7 separate regions of the Mus musculus genome follow, and all the other regions are linked to region 6. The links are chromatin contacts, called in public HiCAR-type and promoter capture Hi-C maps. All regions are on one chromosome and are shown on one strand. Each heading gives the region's core, a stretch centred on a gene start, on an enhancer-like site or on the middle of the called end of the contact. The rest is flanking DNA. Distances are from core to core; before and after follow the strand shown.

What was found. Promoter capture Hi-C pulls out the DNA fragments that hold promoters and counts their contacts. HiCAR-type assays count read pairs that join an accessible place to other places.
Region 1: a contact with region 6 is called in a promoter capture Hi-C map of embryonic stem cells, with 5 times the contacts expected there. The contact joins the promoter of Ccnjl here to the promoter of Ublcp1 in region 6. A contact is called at or near these places in 9 of 39 promoter capture datasets (the 3T3-L1 cell line, HPC-7-derived erythroid cells, cranial neural crest and 4 more), 1 of 484 Hi-C or Micro-C datasets (embryonic stem cells), 4 of 115 datasets of contacts at active chromatin or transcription factors (astrocytes, embryonic forebrain, neural tube and 1 more) and 2 of 9 other capture datasets (adipose tissue and liver).
Region 2: a contact with region 6 is called in a promoter capture Hi-C map of liver, with 2.3 times the contacts expected there. The contact joins the enhancer-like site here to the promoter of Ublcp1 in region 6. A contact is called at or near these places in 2 of 39 promoter capture datasets (3T3-L1-derived adipocytes and liver) and 1 of 115 datasets of contacts at active chromatin or transcription factors (pancreatic cancer cells).
Region 3: a contact with region 6 is called in a HiCAR-type map of astrocytes, with 6 times the contacts expected there. The contact joins the promoter of Pwwp2a here to the promoter of Ublcp1 in region 6. A contact is called at or near these places in 14 of 39 promoter capture datasets (the 3T3-L1 cell line, the C10 cell line, the HPC-7 cell line and 10 more), 4 of 484 Hi-C or Micro-C datasets (CD4 T cells, embryonic stem cells and muscle stem cells), 9 of 115 datasets of contacts at active chromatin or transcription factors (the 230-238 cell line, astrocytes, bone marrow-derived macrophages and 6 more) and 3 of 9 other capture datasets (adipose tissue, embryonic stem cells and pancreatic islet).
Region 4: a promoter capture Hi-C map of embryonic stem cells shows a contact between it and region 6, with 3 times the contacts expected there. The contact joins the promoter of Adra1b here to the promoter of Ublcp1 in region 6. A contact is called at or near these places in 4 of 39 promoter capture datasets (cranial neural crest, embryonic stem cells, maxillary cranial neural crest and 1 more), 1 of 484 Hi-C or Micro-C datasets (embryonic fibroblasts), 2 of 115 datasets of contacts at active chromatin or transcription factors (astrocytes and embryonic stem cells) and 2 of 9 other capture datasets (adipose tissue and embryonic stem cells).
Region 5: a contact with region 6 is called in a promoter capture Hi-C map of embryonic stem cells, with 7 times the contacts expected there. The contact joins the promoter of C1qtnf2 here to the promoter of Ublcp1 in region 6. A contact is called at or near these places in 3 of 39 promoter capture datasets (embryonic stem cells and maxillary cranial neural crest), 2 of 484 Hi-C or Micro-C datasets (cerebellum and ventricular fibroblasts), 1 of 115 datasets of contacts at active chromatin or transcription factors (astrocytes) and 1 of 9 other capture datasets (adipose tissue).
Region 7: a promoter capture Hi-C map of hippocampal neurons shows a contact between it and region 6, with 4 times the contacts expected there. The contact joins the enhancer-like site here to the promoter of Ublcp1 in region 6. A contact is called at or near these places in 2 of 39 promoter capture datasets (embryonic stem cells and hippocampal neurons), 1 of 484 Hi-C or Micro-C datasets (stem cell-derived neural stem cells), 2 of 115 datasets of contacts at active chromatin or transcription factors (astrocytes and embryonic stem cells) and 2 of 9 other capture datasets (adipose tissue and embryonic stem cells).

The regions. Positions count from the first base shown.
Region 1 is chr11:43,527,381-43,530,114 of GRCm38.p6, reverse strand. It overlaps Ccnjl (cyclin J-like), which reads right to left and starts at 1,366. Exons shown (of 6, transcript NM_001045530.2): 1 at 1,148-1,366; 2 at 656-760. The coding sequence starts at 718.
Region 2 is chr11:43,927,902-43,930,601 of GRCm38.p6, reverse strand. No RefSeq gene overlaps it. Among named protein-coding and RNA genes, the nearest start is that of Gm12153, 30 kb to the left of the region's middle. Within about 2 kb of position 1,266, at least 52 of the 459 cell types and tissues checked have an H3K27ac peak or open chromatin away from gene starts, as enhancers often do. A contact at or near this core is called in liver, where this site is marked.
Region 3 is chr11:43,680,585-43,683,423 of GRCm38.p6, reverse strand. It overlaps Pwwp2a (PWWP domain containing 2A), which reads right to left and starts at 1,426. Exons shown (of 2, transcript NM_027557.1): 1 at 808-1,426. The coding sequence starts at 1,331. Gm34963 (a long non-coding RNA gene) reads left to right here and starts at 1,360. Exons shown (of 2, transcript XR_388594.3): 1 at 1,360-1,589.
Region 4 is chr11:43,835,190-43,837,889 of GRCm38.p6, reverse strand. It overlaps Adra1b (adrenergic receptor, alpha 1b), which reads left to right and starts at 1,401. Exons shown (of 2, transcript NM_007416.4): 1 at 1,401-2,700. The coding sequence starts at 1,802.
Region 5 is chr11:43,472,969-43,475,898 of GRCm38.p6, reverse strand. It overlaps C1qtnf2 (C1q and tumor necrosis factor related protein 2), which reads right to left and starts at 1,593. Exons shown (of 4, transcript NM_026979.5): 1 at 1,512-1,593. It also overlaps the pseudogene Gm12151.
Region 6 is chr11:44,468,939-44,471,946 of GRCm38.p6, reverse strand. It overlaps Ublcp1 (ubiquitin-like domain containing CTD phosphatase 1), which reads left to right and starts at 1,399. Exons shown (of 11, transcript NM_024475.5): 1 at 1,399-1,519.
Region 7 is chr11:43,492,966-43,495,770 of GRCm38.p6, reverse strand. No RefSeq gene overlaps it. Among named protein-coding and RNA genes, the nearest start is that of C1qtnf2, 20 kb to the right of the region's middle. Within about 2 kb of position 1,525, at least 52 of the 459 cell types and tissues checked have an H3K27ac peak or open chromatin away from gene starts, as enhancers often do. A contact at or near this core is called in hippocampal neurons and stem cell-derived neural stem cells, where this site is marked.

The DNA of each region.
Region 1 (2,734 bases), core at 117-2,616, 940 kb after region 6:
TGCTTCCTGGAGCTCCTCCTGACGCTTCAGTTGACCTTGAACTTGTGGAGATCCTTCTGCTGTCTCCACAGTGCTAGGACTGCCCCCAGGCCAGACTTTTAAATTTCATTCAGTTCCTGCCTTAACAATGAATTCCCACCATCTACCTAATATTTCTTTACACCGAACTGTAACTTTACTACGTTTGCATAGATTTATTTAGGCATCTGCTTTACCACTGAGCTATGCACTAGTCTAGTAATTATATTTTAAAAGAAATTGCTACAACATCATTACAATGATAGGGAAAATCAGCATTATGTATAGTAGGTGGTATTATGTGTCTTTGAATTACACACTGTAATGGATACACAGTATTTTTTTTTTAATCCATTCTTGTACCATGTAAAGTAACCTCGGGAGGAAATCCAATGGGATACGAACTATTCTTCATTTAGGTGGCTGGTGAAAAACCGACTTCAAGTTCTTGGATCTCCAGGTCCTTTGCCTGGAAGAAGACCACACTCCCCATGAAGGTAAAAGAGCAGGCGCACAAATAAAAGGGCACCAAGAGTGCTGAGTTCCCATGCGGGGCATCCTGAAGACACCCACAGGAGACCGAAAGTGACTTTAAATACCCAGTCCTTGCGAGTGACAAGGGCGGGGAGGAACTGACCTTCTCGCGCAGAGTGCAGTGTACGTCCGAGGCGACGCGCCCTTCCCACCACGGCTCATCCATCACCGCCGCAGTTATGAAGCTACCGGGATCTCGGGGCGCACCCTGCGAGGACACCAGGAGCTTCAGCGATCGGAGACTCTTCCTTCACCCTGCCCTCAGTGACCCTGATCCTCCTCGGTCCCTGTCCCAGTCCGGGACGGGCGCCCCCTCCTGCCCTGCACCGTGGAGCTGGCTGTCGCCCGCTGTCCTGAAGAGCCAGCAGTGTCCCCGCTCCCCTCCCTCCGCCCGCCCAACCTGGGGCTATCTGGAACTGTGTGCAACAACTTGCAGAATATCCAATGTGCCCCTCTGCAAAAGTTGCAAAGTTGCGGGCTGTAGTAGCTCTCCCAGGGCTGGCTGGGTCACTGGCTCAGAGTCCCCAACTCCTCCCCCGCCGCCTAGCCTTTGTCCTGCTCGCACATCCTGCCCTCGAGCCGGGGCCAGACTCACGCATCGCTGTCCCGGCGTGGGGGGCCGCGGGTGGTGGGTCCCTTCCCGCACCGGGTACGTAGTGCCCTCCGATGGCCGCCCGGTCCCTGGCCTCGCGTGCTCGCGACCGCTGCCTCTGCAGCCCGTCCCGCCCGGCCACCGGCGCGCCCCTGCGTGCGCTCGGTCCCGCCGCGGCTCGCAGTTCGGGCCGCCGGGGGCCTCCCTCCCTCGCTCGGGGAATTGGGGGCCGGGCCTCGCGCATGCGCCGCCAGCACCCCGCGCCCCGCGGGGCGGGGGGCTGGGAATGGCAGTCTTTCTTTCCCCGGCGCTGAGCTGCGCTTCCTGCCCACCCTCCTCCCTCGCCCGGGCAGAAAGCTAGGCTTCACCTTCCCTGGGACTCTGGGGGCGATCCCCAGTGACCCTGCCCCCTTGATCCTGGAGCGCGGGGGACGCGGCGCCACCTGCGTGTGCCGCGCGTGGATCCAGCGGCCAGGACGCCCCCAGAAAGTTCTGACTTCCGCATGCGCTGCTCCTGCCAACCTGCAGACGCTTCCACCTGTCTTTCTTTCTTTTTCAGCCTGCCCTGCGATGGGGAGGTAGATTTTCAAACAATTCCCACAGGAGCCCCAGAGAAGACACCCTTGGATACGCACGAGTTCCTCTTTATAAAGAGGGCTCAGTGAGTATCTTATTGTACTCTTAAGCGTGCATCCATGCTGAGCATTGCAGGGAAACAGTCCTTGTGGCAGGTTGCGGGATAGAAAGCCCTTTTAATTTACTTGTTTTCAGAAAGGCATTTTCTGGAGCCTGCAGTATAATGGCATAACATCCTGCTGTGCTGATTTTTGTGAGCCCTTTGGTGATCCCACTAACTTAAAATCAAGTCCACCAACTACCTGGGTGTTTTTGTTCACCCAGTGTCTTAACCACTTAGAGCTTGGCTTTAGGTAATAGAGGGATACAAACTACAATAATCTGCTGGGGATACATTATGATTAAATGAGAAAGGACACGAAAGAGGATTACCACTAGGCCCGTTAGAAAGTCACCAGTCAATAAATAATTACACGAAAAAGACTTTAGTTTCTGCCTAGTTTTCTACAAGATAGATATTTGTTGTGGTTTGAGACATGGTTTTTCTGTGTAGCCCCAGCTGTCCTGGGACTTGCTCTGTAGACCAGGCTGGCCTTGAACTTGGCGATCTGAGGGAGGTCTTGTAGGACTACAGAGTCCTGTGAGCTGGGACTAAAGGTGTGTGCCACCATCATCAAGCCGCAAGTAAAATTTTACGGGTTAAAAATACAATTTAGTTTTGAAAGGCTACTATAGTACTGCATACCTGCGACATTAGCACTCAGAAGGCTGTCTGTAGCTTAAGGGTTAGGAGTTCAAGGGCAGCCTGAGTTACACAGAAGTTTGAACCCTGTCTAGGCTGAGGGTTTTTTGTTTTGTTTTGTTTTGTTTTTCTATGTTTTTTTTTTTAGCTTTGATGAACTTGTACTGAAAAGAAGTTTTAGCATTTATGAGCCCTCATAAAAATTTAAAAAATACCTGAGATTAAACAAATGTGATATATATGCAATCATGTATGCATATCTTTAGATCAAT
Region 2 (2,700 bases), core at 17-2,516, 540 kb after region 6:
GTCTCCATCCACTTTCCATTCCCATAATGCCAGAAGCTAGGTACTTTACAAAGAAAAAGAGGTGTACTTAGCACGCAATTCTAGAGGATGAGAGCTTACAACTGGATGGCCCATCTCTTCGAGCCCTGAGGAAGGGCTTCTGGCTATGTCCAACACAGCAGATGGGAGGAGAATGTGTGAGAGACCATGAGTATTGAGAGAGGGAGCAAAGCCCTGGAGAAGGGCCAGGCTCTCTAACAGAGCTTCTCTAATAAGACCTGATGCACAACTGTAGGGCAGCATTGATCCATTTGTGGGTTGAGCTCCTCTTAAGGGTTCTATATCCTTGATGGTACCATACTGGGGACTAAGCTTCCAGACCATAAATATGTTGCAGCAAATCCTCTCCTATCCATAGCATTAAAGATGAAGGGTTCAAGGGCAAGATTCCTATAACAGATGGGTGGTGAACCATGAATACAGTTAGCCCTCCTGGGATTGGGCTACTGAAGAGAAAGGTCCTCAGCCCCTCTTCTCATCTAATCAAACCAAAAGGATTTCCTCATCCCTGGAAACAGAAGGGAGTGTCCCTCTCTTATCAGCCCCTCCAAGGTCCACGGAATACCAAGAAAGAGGGAATTGAAAGAATCTAAGAGACAGAGGAAGGAATGTTGTGGAATGCTGCCCTCTGGACAGGATGTGGCCACTGCACATGAAAATACTCAGCTTCTGTAATTATCTGTGTAAGACCCATACATGACTTGTCCCATCAATATTCCTTTATGAAAGAATGAAGACCTCCCAAGGCTCCACCCCTCCGTGGGGTGATACAGGCAGTTAGTGGTTGCTGGAGTGACGAAGAGTTATGCTCTTCGGTGGCGTTAGCCACTAACAAGATAAAGTGCTCCTGTAAATAACCCCTACCTGTGCTCTTGTAAGAAACTGTACAAACGAGCCCCTGCCCACCCAGCTTGTAAGCCACAGCATGCAGATGCCAAGCCAAGAGATGAACATGAGACTCCAGCCTGTCAACAGAAGCATAGTCATAGACTTTCACATCTGAGCTTCTGACCAGAAAGCATTCACCTGAGCTCCGCTGTTATCACCAGCAGCTTCCGGCCCTCCCAGGGAGATCGGCCCATCCCACTCTGGCTGTTGCCCTTGGTTGAACCTCAGGAGACTGGGAGGAGTTATTTTCTTAGCCGATCTGCAACAGCCCTGCTGGCTCCTACCTCAAAGGCAAAGATTCCTCCTCTAGTTTGTTGGCACTGGTTTGTGCCAAGGATCCAGAGAGAGGACAGGCTCTGGCCTCCCATGGGCCTCTGCCAGGCATGTGAGTCAGGACCGGGCTGTAGTCAGAGGAGCCATTGTGACAGAGATGTGGAACTCAGTCCATGGTGTCCTCTCAGGTCAGGTATCTCCTCACCAAGAATCTGCACAGGGCCCTGAGGTGCGATAAGCAGGGAATATGCAGAGACTTCACTTCTTCTTGTCCTACACGGAAATAAGAAAGCCAGGAGACAGAATACCAATGTTTATCTGGACTGTCAACAAAAGGTTATGAGCAAAGGAGTAACTGGGGGAAACACATAGCTTTACAGGGACAAATACTAACAGCATAGCCTTCTGGAACTGTCCTAGATGCTCTAGGGTATAAAAGAGTCATGTTGGAGTCTCCCCATTGTACAGATACTGCCCAGGTGAAAGAGTCAAGCTATACAGTGAGCTGTGTTCATTTTATGCTCACTTACTGGGCACTTACTCCCTGGGAATCATTGTTCTGGGACAACTTACAAACTGCTCCTGCACACACAGGGGCTACCTGCTCAGGAGCTGCGGCAGTATCTTACCAAAAGAAGAGTAGGTCCAAATGAGTGTAAAGGGCTATGGCTTGCAAGGGAAGGAACTTCTAGGAATGGAGATGGAAGATGTCAAGAAGTTTGCTGTGCAAACTCAGAGAGCACTGTGGGTAGAACAATCGGTGCTGCCAGGAAGGAGAGATGGGTGCCTCCCATTCCAGTCCCACTTCCTTTTCTTTCTTTCTTTCTTTCTTTCTTTCTTTCTTTCTTTCTTTCTTCCTTTCTTTCTTTCTTTCTTTCTTCCTTTCCTTCCTTCCTTCCTTCCTTCCTTCCTTCCTTCCTTCCTTCCTTCCTTCCTTTCTTTCTTTTTTGATTATTTTTTATTAGATATTTTCTTTATATACATTTCAAGTGCTATCCCAAAAGTTCTCTATACCTTCCCCCTGCCCTGCTCCCCTACCTTTAAGCACCTTCCTCACTTGAAGCAAAAATTTTGCCATCTGTAATACAACTAAGATGCTAGCAGTGTAGGTCTCAGGAGGAGCAGGGAATGGAAATGATAAGGGAACAGAAGCCTAATGTGTGGCACCATGCTCACATGAGCTGAACAAAAACCTGTATCCACACCACTTTTAGGGAATGAAGTCGTGGGACACAGGGGCAAACCATTACCAGGTACCCAAGAAGAAAAAGAATCTACAGCTTTTTACTGTCTGGCTGTGAAGCAAGGTGGACCGAGAGGCAAGCCCAGAATTGGAACTTGACTCTGCCTGGCATCCAGTACCTGTACACTTAAACTCACTCCCAGCTCTGCCTCAGTCTTCACAACCACAGAATGGACCAAATGTTGGAGCTGGGCATGCCTCAGATGTGACATGCAACAAGAGCAAAGGAAATGTGACAGAAATAGTGTCACACAGAG
Region 3 (2,839 bases), core at 177-2,676, 790 kb after region 6:
ACCTGTTTAAAGCAGTGCCCAGAACATTTTAAATCAAAAGGTGAAAATATACTGGATAAGACAGAGGTTTGTAGGTGAACTCAACCTTCTAGTCAAAACAAATTTAACTGTAAACATCGTCTCGGAAATCTTTTGAGACTCAATCTCTATCACTGCCAAAGAAAAAGTCATGCGAACATTCCTTTGTAAACCCACCACTTGGGTAGTAAATGTTCAAAAGACAGGGGACCTATCCCGTCTCCAATATTTCTTTAAGCTATAAGTAAAATTAGCAAAAGGTACCTCCTTATTAAAGAGTGATCCTCCGAGAAACTATTTCCAGCAGTTCTTAATAACAGTTAAAAAAGGGTTCATTAACTCTAGGCTCTTCCTCTTTTAACAACTGACAGGTAACCTTTTGGGAAGCCCAAAGCACACACCCCTTTCTTCAGCCCCGCTAAAGTTAAAGGTTGATTTGAGGACAGGGAGATGCCTCCGCAGCACCTCTTCCCCCCCCCCCCCCCCCACAGCACCCGTTTCTCTAGGGGATCCATCTGCATTTTGCATTAACCCATCTGCCCCAGTGCGCAAGCCAGAGGGTCGCAGGGGGCTGGGGATGCGGAGGCGGGGTGTGCCAGCCATCTGCACCCGCGCGCGTCCCCAGCTGCACACCTGGGGCCGGGGCCGCGCGCGTCGGCCCCACGCGGAGCGCGCCCCACGCGGAGAGCGGCGCGGCGCGCAGGACCCGAGGGCGGGGCGGGAGCAGCTCGGGTTCGCGCTCTCCCTCGCGGCGGAGCGGACAGCTTGCAGTTGGGGGGCCGACGGTACCTTTTGGATAGGTCCATGAGGACCCCGGAGAAGAGCTTCTCCCCGAGGCGGAACGACACGACGAGCGCGTCCTCGATGATGTGGTCCAGCGTGACCCGCACCTCCGAGCCGGGGATGAGGTGCGACACCGCCGAGTCCCCGCCCGCCGGCGGCACGAGCGCCGGAGCTGGTGGCGGCCGCGGCGCGTCCTCGGGCTGCTCGGGGGCGGCCGGAGGCTGCTCGGGCGGCGAGACCGGGACAGCCGCGGGCTCGGGCGGCTTCGCCTCCTCAGCCTCGGAGCTATCGGCCAGCTCCCCCGGCGGCGGCGGCGGCGGCGGTGGCGGCAGCGGCTGCTCGTCGGCCTGAGGGGCGGACTGGCGCCCGTCGGCCTCGCCGTCCGGCACCGCCGCCTCCGTGGCCGTGACCGGGAGGGGGGTGCCGGCTTCGCTGCCGGGAATGGGCTCTAGCTCCGGCTCGGCCTCGCCGGCGCCCCCTTCCCCGGGGGACGCCGCGGTCGCCGCCGCCTCAGCAGCCACGGCCGCCATTTTCTCGCTGGTTTCTCCCTCCTCCTACTCGGGCTGCGGCGGCGGCGGCGGCAGCGCGGCTGGGATCCCGAGGCCTTCCCCTCCCTCCCGCTAACACTCTCGTCCCGCCCTTTCCCTGATGCTCGTGATTGGCACCGCGCCATTGGCTCCGCCTTCCACCCCCTTCCGCACTTCTGTCAACCCATTGGTCAGAAGGAGCCGTCTGTCGCGGGCTGAGTCCCGCCCCCTCCCTCAGAGTAGGAACTTCCCATTGGTCAGGTGAGTTGTCAAGTGGAGAATCTAAAAGGAGTTTGAGGGGCGGGCTGAAGGATGGCAAAAGCGGCGCCCTGTGCTTACAGCCTGTATCTATTGGTTAGTAGGGGAAATACCGCTTTAGGATTGGTTTATGCCCCTGCCCTTACTCGGCCCGTTCTTCGGAGGTGGGAGAAGGGAAGAAAACGCGAGTCGTGCCAGTTCTTTCAAAGACTCCCCAAGGGGGGAATAGCGGGAGAATGCAGAAAGGGAACCACTTCCCAAGAATCTTTGCGCAGAGATCCTTAGAATAAATGTTATTTCTAGGCTTGGATTTGCTTGTGGCCAAGTGTGGGCACAACAGGCTTCTGTTGGGAAAGATAACTAAAGTTCCGAAAATAATCCTGAGACACTTTTTGGGTGCCTATTCACTAGTCAGATTACGAGGTGCTGGAAACAGGGCGATGTACAAGACATTCTCCATGACCACATGACAGGAGCTCCCGCATACACACAAGCGGTGTTTTCCTTGGTTTCACTCTTTAAAATATAAAGGACTAAACTCTAGGAACCTGCTAATTTCAAAAAAGGAAAATTCTAACGAGAAGACAGACAACTGGCATGCTAAATTGACTGTAGTCCTTAGATCCACGGAAAGAGTTCACTATTGAAGCCTTTTCTTTCCTTACCCTCTTCCTTGCCGTGTGCAGAAAGAAAGAAAGAAAGAAAGAAAGAAAGAAAGGAAGGAAGGAAGGAAGGAAGGAAGAAAGAAAGAAAGAAAGAAAGAAAGAAAGAAAGAAAGAAAGAAAGAAAGAAAGAAATCTAGGCATAGTTGCCGGTGGGGCAGCTCTTGGGAGGCACAGGCAGAAATGGCAAAATTCTAGTCCAGACTTAATACAGTTTCAGGATAGACTCAACTGCAAACTGAGATCCCATCCCAAGAAAGAAAAGATGAGGGCTAGGGGAGCCCTCCAGTGTCCTAAGGTCCTTGTTTTTGTGGTTTGGGTTTTTGTTTTGAAACAGCGTCTCCCTATGTACTTCTGGCTTGCCTGGAACTCACAGAGATCGGCCTCCTTCTCTCTGCCTCCCAAGTGTTGCGTTTAAAGACCAATTCTATTTGAAATCTGTTAAGTCTAGAAGGAGCCACTGTACTCATTTCTTGCAGATTGTTCCTCAGTCAGTCCTTTCTAATAGGAGCAATCAGAGGCACTGAAAACACCTACAAAAGAGAAAGAAGATATTTACCAACGTGGAGGGAAGAATGAAATGTCAAAGAT
Region 4 (2,700 bases), core at 152-2,651, 630 kb after region 6:
AGACCTTCTTTCTTTTTTTTTTTTTTTTTTTTTTTTTTGAAGACCTTCTTTCTAAAAACAAACAAACAAACAAACAAACAAGAAAATTCTTCCCTGGTTTGACTTTTTTCTTCTTCCTTTTTGTAATTACCCACCTCTGGAAATAGGGTTTGTAGCCTAATAGCCTACATGTATACAAGGCAATACAAGAAAAGAGCCAACAGGCAAGACCCCCCCCCCCAAGTCCCTTCCCCAGGATTTGGCAATCAGTCCTCACTCTCTACTCCCAGAGATACAACTAGCTCCCTCTCACCCTTCCCTCCCTTCCTCCCTCCTTCCCTCCTTCCCTCCTTCCCTCCTTCCCTCCCTCCCTCCTCCCTCCTTCCCTCCCTCCCTCAACTATCTCTTTAGTGACAACCCCAAGCCCCTTCTTAAAATGTCAAGTTCAGCCTAGAGATGCTGCTCACTTGGTAGAGTATGTGCTTGCCTAGAATGCACGAAGCCCTGAATTCCATCCCCAGTATCAAATAAACCAACCACGGCGGTACATGCTTGTAATTCCAGCACTCAGGAGGTGGCCATAGGAAAATCAAGAGTTCAAAGGTATTCTTGTGTTATACAGTGAGCTGGAGGGCAACCTGAGCTACATCATACTCTGTCATTAAAAAAAAAAATCCAATTCATATTCTTCCATACCCTGGTTGCATTTCTCTGTCCTCAATTAATCTTCTCCTAAACTCCTGTCATTAGATGTCTCGCTTCAGATTTTGCTTGTTTGATAAGCTTCCACTTGCCGGTCAGGAATCTGGGTACCCTTCTAACTGTTGGAGAACAGTGCCTAGAATGGAGCCACTGCCTGGAGGTGGACATTAACAATCCACTGAAGGAATGTGTGCAGGGAATAACTGAACGAATGAATGAGCAACAGAAGTTTCTAGGTTTTATCAAGGCCAAAGAGGTTGCAAGGGGGAACTAAAGTATACGCCTGGTCTCAGATGTGACTCAAGTCTCTGTCACCTGCCTAACGCAGGGATTTTCTTCCTTTTGTAGAAGCCAGTTGTGTAGAAGTTGCACATCTCTCTGAACCCATGGCTTGACTCCAGGAGCCCCCATTAGAGGTAAGCATCCCCACCCTACCTTTTAACTGAAGCGTGAACAGGGGGAAAAAATAATCCCAGCGGGCCCCCTGGGGTGTATGAACCGGGATGCCCACACCCGGATCCCCTGCTCTGCTCCCCGCCCCATCCCCGCAGAGGGAGCGGTGCCGGGCGCGGCAGGTCTCCAAGCCGACTAGGCTGGCGCTGGCGTCGGGGCTGCGCTCCTTGGCTGGACCCGCATTGCCCCCTAGTGCCGCACAGAGTCAGGGCGCCCGGGCTTCCCCGCCTGATGTCACCGCCGTGCAGTCAGCCCAGAGGCGGCTCATTGAAAGCAGACCCTCCTCGCGATCGCTGGGCGGAGAAGGCACCGCGGTCCGTAGACCCGCCGCGGGCCGGGCACAGCCGGGCACCCCCGGCCCGGCGCCCGCTCCTCCCCGCGCTCCCGCGCCAGCCCGGCCAGGCGCGCCTGACGTGGACCATTAAACTTGGAGCTGCCGCCTCGTCCCCTCTCTCCTCCTCCTCCCTCTGACAGGCGAGCGAGCCGCTGGGTGCAGGCAGGCGACGTGCTGCCGGGCTAGGCTGCCCGGGGGAGATGACTTCTCGCCAGGAGGACGCCTCTGGAAAGAAGACCACGGAGGGAGCAAAGTTTCAGGGCAGCTGAGGAGCTTTGGTCGCAGCCCTTCCGAGCCCAATCTCCTCCCTGGCTATGGAGGGCGGACTTTAAAATGAATCCCGATCTGGACACCGGCCACAACACATCAGCACCTGCCCACTGGGGAGAGTTGAAAGATGCCAACTTCACTGGCCCCAACCAGACCTCGAGCAACTCCACACTGCCCCAGCTGGACGTCACCAGGGCCATCTCTGTGGGCCTGGTGCTGGGCGCCTTCATCCTCTTTGCCATCGTGGGCAACATCTTGGTCATCCTGTCGGTGGCCTGCAACCGGCACCTGCGGACGCCCACCAACTACTTCATTGTCAACCTGGCCATTGCTGACCTGCTGTTGAGCTTCACAGTCCTGCCCTTCTCCGCTACCCTGGAAGTGCTCGGCTACTGGGTGCTGGGGCGCATCTTCTGTGACATCTGGGCAGCGGTTGATGTCCTGTGTTGCACGGCCTCCATCCTGAGCCTATGTGCCATCTCCATTGACCGCTACATTGGGGTGCGATACTCTCTGCAGTACCCCACGCTGGTCACCCGCAGGAAGGCCATCTTGGCGCTCCTCAGTGTGTGGGTCTTGTCCACGGTCATCTCCATCGGGCCTCTCCTTGGATGGAAAGAACCTGCGCCCAATGACGACAAAGAATGTGGGGTCACAGAAGAACCCTTCTACGCCCTCTTTTCCTCCCTGGGCTCCTTCTACATCCCACTGGCGGTCATCCTGGTCATGTACTGCCGAGTCTACATCGTGGCCAAGAGGACCACCAAGAATCTGGAGGCGGGAGTCATGAAGGAAATGTCCAACTCCAAAGAGCTGACCCTGAGAATCCACTCTAAGAACTTTCATGAGGACACCCTCAGCAGTACCAAGGCCAAGGGCCACAACCCCAGGAGTTCCATAGCTGTCAAACTTTTTAAGTTCTCCAGGGAAAAGAAAGCAGCCAAAACCTTGGGCATTGTAGT
Region 5 (2,930 bases), core at 344-2,843, 1.0 Mb after region 6:
CACAGACACAGATACATCCACATACATACAGACAGACAGACAGACACACACACACATACATACACACACACAGAAATTTCTTGGGGGATCTTGCTGACTTCTTCATGGAGTCAAGTAGCTTCAAAGATGACTTTGAACTTGTGTAAAGAGTTCTGATTCACCCTACTGGAACAAATGTCATGATCTGGGAAGCCGTCGCACGTTCGAGTGTGCTTTGCTAGTTAAATCAGAAAAGGGCAGAGGCGATGTCTGGAGAGATGAGCAAGCAGAGGGGTTGAGTTAGTTGGTGGTGGAGAGCGGAGTAGTGATTGTAGCAACCAGATACCAAATAATCCTGTGTAGATGGGAGAGCCGAAGTAAAACAGTGGGAAGAGAGATTTTTAATAATTCTAAATGCCTTTGTCATTATTAACGCTGCTGGTCTGCTGTGTATAGTTTCTGGCAGACAGTCATTTACGGGAAGGAGCTCTGGAATGTTGCAGACCAGTTTTATGGTCACGGCAGAGGAGCACCACACTGAGATGTACGAAGGCCTTCGTGTGTTACAGAAGGAACTGGATGGGCTGGGAGACCACCATCAGCCACTGTGATAGTTTGGGTGTTGAGGTTCCTGGAGTGGATCCCAGGGCAGTGGTGGTAGAAAATGTGAACTGTATAGAGATACAAATGAGGCAAGGGCATTTGGAGTATGGCTCTGCAGGGAGAGAGCTTGGCCAGCATGGACAAAAAAAACCTGGGTTTGCTCCCTGGAACTGAATAAATCCGACGTGGTGACACACGGGGAATCCTACCACACCATTGGCAGGGGCAGGAGGAGCAGGAGTCAAAGGTTATCCCTCAGCTACATAGTGAGCTCAAGGTTGGATGGGCCATAGGAGACCCTGGCTCTAACGAAAATAAAGACGAGGCTTAGAGACGAGGAGTTTGATGAAGCAGGGGGAGAGGAGAGAATTGTGAAGAATTTGATGTAATTTTCTGACTGTCATTTACTATAGCTTTCTGAGCACAATCTGCACCACCCTTCTCCCCATTTTAATGTATTTAAAGAAATGTCCAGAGATAAAGAGATAATGAGCCCTATTGAGGTTAACTCTGTGAACCCAAGCGTCCAATTTGGACACAAAGAGTTAAGTACCTTTGCTGCCGGTGCAGCCCAGAGCCTGTCCTTAAAGTTAGTTCCTCCTTTGAAGATAGATAAGTCGTTGTCATGGAAACGAAAGCACACAAGTTCAGGGCCTGAGGGCGTGGTACCAAATAGGTTCTCAGTAAACCTCAGGGCTCTTTTCTTTCTTAACCTGCGAGCCAGCAGTCAGAACCTGGCACATGGCATGCTCCTTAGAAATGTTTGAATCCGGGCTGTAATGCCCGAGGGAGGCAGAGGTGGAGAGGGGCCCATCCCGATGTCTATCCCCATCCCGGGGCGAGCTCTCTGCTACCTCATCTCGCGCCTGCAGCATCCAAGGTTCTTCCAGGTCCGCCCCACTCTCTGTCCTGAGGGGCACTACACTCACCTTCTGTGCACCGAGCCACATCCAGGGCCATCCGACGTCGCTGCTCCGGTGGTGTTCAGTCCTGCCTGCAGCAGCCAGAGATGCCGGCCCCAGGCATAGTTTTCCCATCCCGTCATGGGCGGGAGTGCCTTCCTTCCCGGTCACGTGCGCTGGCTAGCAGCTGGCCTTCTTTTTCCCTTCGGATTTTAGAAAGACTTTTAGCGATGGGGGCAACTTGGGTGTGTCGATGCATTTATGTGTGTAGAAGCTGTCAGAGCATTTGAAGGTTTAGTACACGAGTCGTTGTTATTGCGGTGTTCGCCAGTGTCTGCAGAGCCATCTGTGTGTACACGTGGGCATTTATCTCTTGGTGGATCCGAGGCTGTCTCAGGAGAGAGCATTTCCTTGTTCACTGAATGTTCGTGCACTGGACAGTGATTATAAGGTATACATACATGTTTTGTAGTAGTAGTAGTAGTAGTAGTAGTAGTAGTAGTAGTAGTAGTAGTAGTAGTAGTAGTAGTGTGTGCGTGTGTGTAGGTTATGCATTCAAATATACGTCAGACCCCAGTATGCATGTGCAGATTCATGGTGAAGACTGAGCTGAGTGTGTAACTGGGAGTATACTGGGTGTGTCTGATAGTGGCTAAGTATCTGTGTGAGGTGACATTGAGTGTTCAGTGGCTTCTTTTCTGTATACACACACACACACACACACACACGTACACACGTACACACGTGAGGATTTTCTCTGGATGTCAATGTCCACACAGATGGGAACATATATGTCCCTGCCCTCATCTCTCTCTCTCTCTCTCTTTGTCCTCTGCAGATGAGTTTCTTCTTTATCCTTCTGACTCTCAGGTCTACCTCAAGTTATGGAGAGAGAGAGAGAGAGAGAGGGAGAGAGAGAGAGAGAGAGAGAGAGAGAGAGAGAGAGAGAGAGAGAGAGAGAACACCCTGGGTGATCTCAGCATCCAAGACATCAGAGAGATCTCAGTTAGATAACAAGCAGACACTAGAAGAAGAAACACCAAAGGCCTGTTATTAGCACCTCTCCCTTCCTTCCTCTGCTCCCTTCTTCTAGCTCCTAGTATTCCCCACTGAGCAGCAGGAGCATCTGGCTAACAGCTGTCACAAGATGCAGACTTTACAGTCAGAATTTTAATGCAGAAATGCCTCCAAAGTCCAATGCTGATTGCATTCCCCTAGACACGTCAGTGGACTGCATAGACAGTATTTCACTTTCAGAGATGTCAGAGGAAGAATAATGATCTCACCTGCACCTGCCTTCCTTCCCTTAGCTGTGACACTCACCCATAAGACACTTAGGAAGTTATCAAGCTATGCAGAGATCAGTATTGATATTACATAAATTTATAATTTGTAGTGATCATAAATGTTATATTAATACCATCATATATATTAGCATTATATTGC
Region 6 (3,008 bases), core at 150-2,649:
ATGCTGGTGCATGCCTTTGATTCTAGCACTTGGGCAGGTGGATCTTTGTGAGTTCCAGGCAAGCCTGAGCTATACATAGAGAAACCATGTTTTCCCCCTCCCTCCAATTACATTAATTTTTCTGTGGGTCTGTTTGTACCAAGGCACAGGAAGTCTGAGAACAACTGTCAAGAGGTGGCCACGCCTCTTATGGGTCTCTAAGATTGAATTTGAAGTTTTAAAAAGTATCAGATATACTTATCTAGGGGCTGATGATGTAAACATTCTTCAAGTTACTTTTTAGGTCTTTCTTTTCTTTTTTCTTTTGCATAACAAGTAACACTGGGAATTTCTTGAATGGATGAGAAGGGTTAGGTCCCGTTGAGGCTTTCTTCTGTCTGAGTCAGAGTTTCAGTCTGTATCCCAGGGCTGGAACTAGAATTCCCTATGCCCAGGCTGGCTTCAAATTTATGCACTATCCTACTGCCTCAGCTGGGATTACAGGCAAGAGCCGCCTCCAGGGGTTCAAATGGAGACTGCTTTGATAGCTAAGAAAAACTCCACTTTATGTGAGGCACCCATTCTAAATTCCGAAAAGATAAGTTCCTAGCAACTCTGACTCCTTGCCCCTTCCCCATGAATTGGAAAACTGCTATGAAATGATTAACTGCTGGCTCTGATTTCTGCGAACTCCGCTCATCATTACGCACAGGGGGTGGGGGGTGGGGGTGAGGCAGTTCCTCACATAGCTGTCAATCCCACAGAAATGAAGTAATTGTAACTGCCCTTAAAAGCCCCTTTCCTGTTTTAGCTCACAGGAACTAAAGAGAGCGGCTGCTTAAGAAGAAAAACTCGGATAACTATAATTTAAACGGAGTCTCCGGTCTCTCCGAGTGACTTCGAACGCTGCAGCATTTATTTCTATGAAAGCATGGCATTCTTCTGTAAAGAGAACTAGCTTTCCTTGCATTTAAGGAGGCAAAGCAAGCACGAGTGGGTGGAGCCGACCGACACACAGATCTGGAACACCGTTGTCACACGGATATTTGTTCCATGAGTGTTTGGATCACTTTGGCCGGCTTTCCCCTGGAGTGGGCAAATTATATTCCTGGCTCCTTGCGTCTCTAGAAAAGTCTCCTCTTCAGTCCTCAAAGGTCGGCTTCATTCGGAACGCGACACTGCCACAGGAGTCACAGGGCTCCGCAAAGCTCAGCTCTGGTGGAAAAAAAAAAAAAGTCGCCACCGGGCCGGAGCATGCGCAGAACAGCCGGCGGCGGCCACCAAGAACCGGGAGGGGTCTCTTTCACAGAGGTCAAAGTCTGGAAAACACTCGGCCGGCCTGGGCTCCGCAGGCGTCACATCGGAGGAGAAACCAAACAAGCGGCAGCCGCATTTCCCCCTCCCCTACAACACATTTCCGGTCTCAACCACACTTTCCGGTCCGCCCGCCGGTTCCGGTCCCGCCCCTCGCTTCCGGTCTCCTTAGGTTCCGCTGCGGCCGGCTTTTTCGTCCGCTGTAGCTGGTTCCGCCGCGCTCCAGGTGAGAGGACGCGGGGTTCTCCGGCGCGCCTGCCTGTGAAGGCGACGCTGCGGCCGGGGGATGCCACTGAACTGCATGCGCCCCGTGGTTTGTCTCGCTGCGGTCCGGGTGGGCTGGGACTGCAGCTGTCCCGCCTGGCCCCCAGAGGCCCCTGTCCCGGCGCACTGCGGGTCGTGGCCGCAGCCTTCGCATCCGGCCTTCTCACCTGACCCCAAGGCTTCCCACGTCCCAGAATGTTCTGCGTCCGCGGGCCTCGTCCCCCGCTCCTGCAGGGTCTGTCTTGTCCTCCCCTCACGCGGGTTGTCGAAGGCGTCCGAGGCAGCTTGTTTCTGAGACTCTGCCTGTCTTGGGATACTCCCGGGGCAGTCCGGGCTGCACCCCGCGCGGCTCCTGCGGGCCGGCGCCAGGGCCCGCGGCCCAGCACCGCACGCTCACTCTTGCCGGGCTGGATGAAAAGTTCACACTGTCACTTTTGAAATTGCCGCCGTTGGCTGCTTTTCGTGATGCGGTGTTGGGCGAGAGTCGCTGTGACTTATTTTGCAGGTTTCTAATCTGTACAGTGAGGTCGCTTGTTAGTCCAGGATTGTGAAGATTAAGATAGCGATAGTTAACGTGCTCAGCCCTCACTGCTACCGTTCTCCTAGCTCCTCGCGGCTTATCAAATGCTGTCAGGTGTTAGCGCTTATCAAAACACATACATGTGAACTGACTCATCTCTGGGTTTGGAAGGCTGAGGGCTAGAGAGGTAAGAGACTAGGCAAACCCAACACAGGATGTTAGGCAGAACTCCAGTATAAACATACGTTGATTACATATCCCATAAAAATGTCCTCTTTGAGTTGGATCGCCATCACCACCCACTCCCACCCCCCAATTTGGGGGACAAATGTGATAAACCATTAGCATTGTATGAGAAAGTATAAAAATGCCCATGCTTTTTTTGTCCTGCATGATTCTCAGTAGTGATGAAATGAGATTCAAAAATTAAAAAAAGTTTTAAGAACTTAAGCTGGAAAGGTTTGTATAACCTTTTTTTTTTTTCTATGCCCAGAGTCTTGGGGCATTTGACAACTTGTCTTTACCATTTGTAGCACAAGTTCTTTATGAAGTAGTGCCTGTTGTTAAGTGCATGGGGCCCATGCCATTGGCAGGTTTTTCTAAAGCCGGTAACAGAAGAGCCTAGAGGAGTAGCATGCTCAGCCTCTACCACCTCAGAGGTGGTAGAAAAAGACTGGTTAAAGTGGACATTGTTAGGTCTCTTTCCTTATTCTGATGATACTTCCAAGAAGTCTTCATCAAATTTAAGTCAGTGGTATTGGTTGAGAACCACTGGTCAAAAAACTCTCATGGTCTCCAGACTACCCTGCCCGTCCAAGCACCGGTTAGCTCAGCTCAGCTCAGCTCAGCTCAGCTCAGCTCAGCACAGCTAGAAGCCTTCCTAGCTCTTACGAACAATCATTCCTGTTTCTGTGTCTTACAGATTTCAAAT
Region 7 (2,805 bases), core at 276-2,775, 980 kb after region 6:
GCCTCAGCGGGAAGATTCTGTGTGAGGCAGACACAAGAAGCTGGCTGTGGTGATGACGGCATCAGCTCTGATCTTGTCTTTAAATTAGCACTAATGTGAGGGGAAAAAATTAGGAAGTAGATGAAGAATGTCTTAAATGTGGGGTGGGGGAGGGTGTGGCATTTTCCCTGAGCTATCTGTGGCCTTTTCTGGAAAGTTCTTTTTAGGCTTCTGTTTCTACAGCAGGGAAAGGGTATAGCTCTTGAAGAGTGAGGGAGCTACACTAACGTAGGGTCTCCTGTCATCAGACCCATGTGCAAGGAGCTGGGTCTGTGACTCTCAGACTATGGAATCAGAGGGTCCCAAGGAGAGGCGAGCCACTGCTCTGAAAGCCTGGGTAGGTTGTGGTACCAAATGGCTTCAAAGGTCTGACCTGAGACCCCCTCGGAACCAACTCTATCCTACTCAGAAACTTGTCAAAGCCTAGACAGTTCTGGTTTATCAGGCTCCTCCCGCTGGGAAGCATGGGGTAGACAGACCTGCTCACAGGGGCCCCCTATCTGTGGTCTCTGCTTCCCCGTGTCTATGAAGTGAGGTTGGTGGTCTTGGAAGCTGCTGACAATAGTGTGAACTGTGGAGCAGTCCGCACACATCAAAGGCGGCCTGCTGCCAGTGTTCAGTAAACGTTGCCGCCATTTCTAGTGTAGCTCAGGAGATTTGACAGTGATTTGTTATAACAGAAGTCTTCACTGAGGGGTGGGAAGATGGCTCAGTGTGTAAAAGCATTGGCCAGAAAAGCAGGTTAGGGGCAGAAAAGGCCCTAAATACAGATTTTCCCCAAACTCACATACAAGCCTGGCATGCATGAACACAAGTCTGTCACTCTAGTTCTATTGGGGACAGAGACAGGAGGATTGCTGGGGATTGTCAGTCATCAGCAGAGATCCAAGTTCAGTGACAGATTCGGACTCAAGGGAATAAGATGAGAAATGGTAAATCAGGACACCCGCTATTTTTCTCTGGCCTCAGTGTGTGCATGCGTGTACACACACACACACACACACACACACACACACACACACACACACGTCTTCAGTAGAAGCAGAGGCCTGAGTGTGGAGATTTAGACGCTGGCTGATTCCCTCAGCAATGCTACTCATTGTGCGTGTGTTGTCGTCCTTTCCTGACTGCTTTGAAGAGAGAGAGAGATCAACATTTGATGCCTACATTGGTCCTGAGATCTTCTGGCCCAGCCGTTCATTTTGCTGAAGTCACAAACGTTATCACCCAAACCACACAGGGGACCCCAAGACACTCAGGACTGGACCCCGTTCTTGCTTAACAAGAGCTGGTACTCCTGCCCCATCTCAGGCTGGTCTCTGACACAAACAGGGAGCTCAAAACTCTGTCCCAAGTGCAGATGTCTGGAAAAGGTGAGACTGATTTTATTCCTTTTCTTTCTTTTTCTTTTTTCCCAGCACAAGATCACAGCCACCCTAGAACCCTGGCCTGAGACTCTCCCTTTTGTCTTGGGCTCTGAGGCTAGGAAACTGTCTGCTGCAGAGGCCTGCTGGTTTTTCCAGCCCCCTGTGGCTTATTGGAGGTTTGTGCGGTAGGTGTGCTCCCTCTAGTGGCACAAGTAAGAATTACATGCAGCCCGGAAGCCGTTTCTTCCTATTATGGTGGGGGTGAAGAGTGGGGTGGGGATAGGAGAGAGTGGGTTGGGGCTGGGGGGCTGGGGAGCTGGGGAGGCTGGGGGGGTGGTTGTCAAGCCTCCAATGTAACTTTGATGCATTCTGTACTTGTAGAACCGACTCGCCCCCACCCCCGCACTGTCTCTCCTTTACCTCACCCTAATTCCAGCCCTGTCAATCCCAACTTTGACTTTTGCTCTTTGTTTTTGTATTAATCTTGATTTACTAACATTCTCTATTAAAATATTATCTGTATATATTATTGAGTCTTTGGTCATCTTTTAAAATTTGTGTCTGAGATGGGTGTCAGACTTCTCCCCTGCCATAATTTTGATCATCAACCTGCAGAGGAAAAGCCCTTATGTAAACGGAGTACAACACGCACTTGCCAGGGGAGACCTAAGGTCTGTCTGTCAGTGTGGGCTGGAAGCTCTCTGCACTGTCATGATCAGAGGTGGGGTTCTCCAGGCTGCTTCAGAAGGGGGTAGCTGCCCTTCAAAGAATGCACTGAACTGGGGTCTGGTGGCACAGGCCTTAATCCCAGCAGGCGGACTTCTTTGAGTTCCAGGCCAGCCCAGTTGACAGAGCAAGTTCCAGGACAGCAGGACTGCACAGAGAAACCCTGTCTCGAAAACCGTGAGGCGGGAAGCTGCTTTTCAAAGAGTGTATTGAAGGAGAGAGAGCCTTTGGATTAAAGGCTCACCAAGTTCTAGGTCTTCTTCAGTACCTACATAAAGGGAAGACCGCAAACAGGCCCAGCTTCTCAAGGCATTCAAGAAGCCACAGACAGGACTAGGAACGAGGGTCTTACCATGTAGCCCTAGCTAGCCTGGCATTTGTTATGTAGATCAGGCTATCCTCCAACTCACAGAGATTCACCTGCCTCTGCCTCCTGAGTGCTGGGATTCTCATCATCATGCCTGGTTTAAAAAAAATTTTTTTTTTAGAGAAAGGAAAAGAAAAAACTGTTTACAAATGAAGGTGCCAGTCCATCTCAGAGGCTGACCCTTCTGCGGGGACCCCGGGCAGAACCCCTGCCCACCTGTTGATCTGTTTGGGCCACAGAGTACTGCCTGGTTTCTAGACACTTACCCACCCCATTGCATTTGTGGTGGACTCAGTGAGAATGATT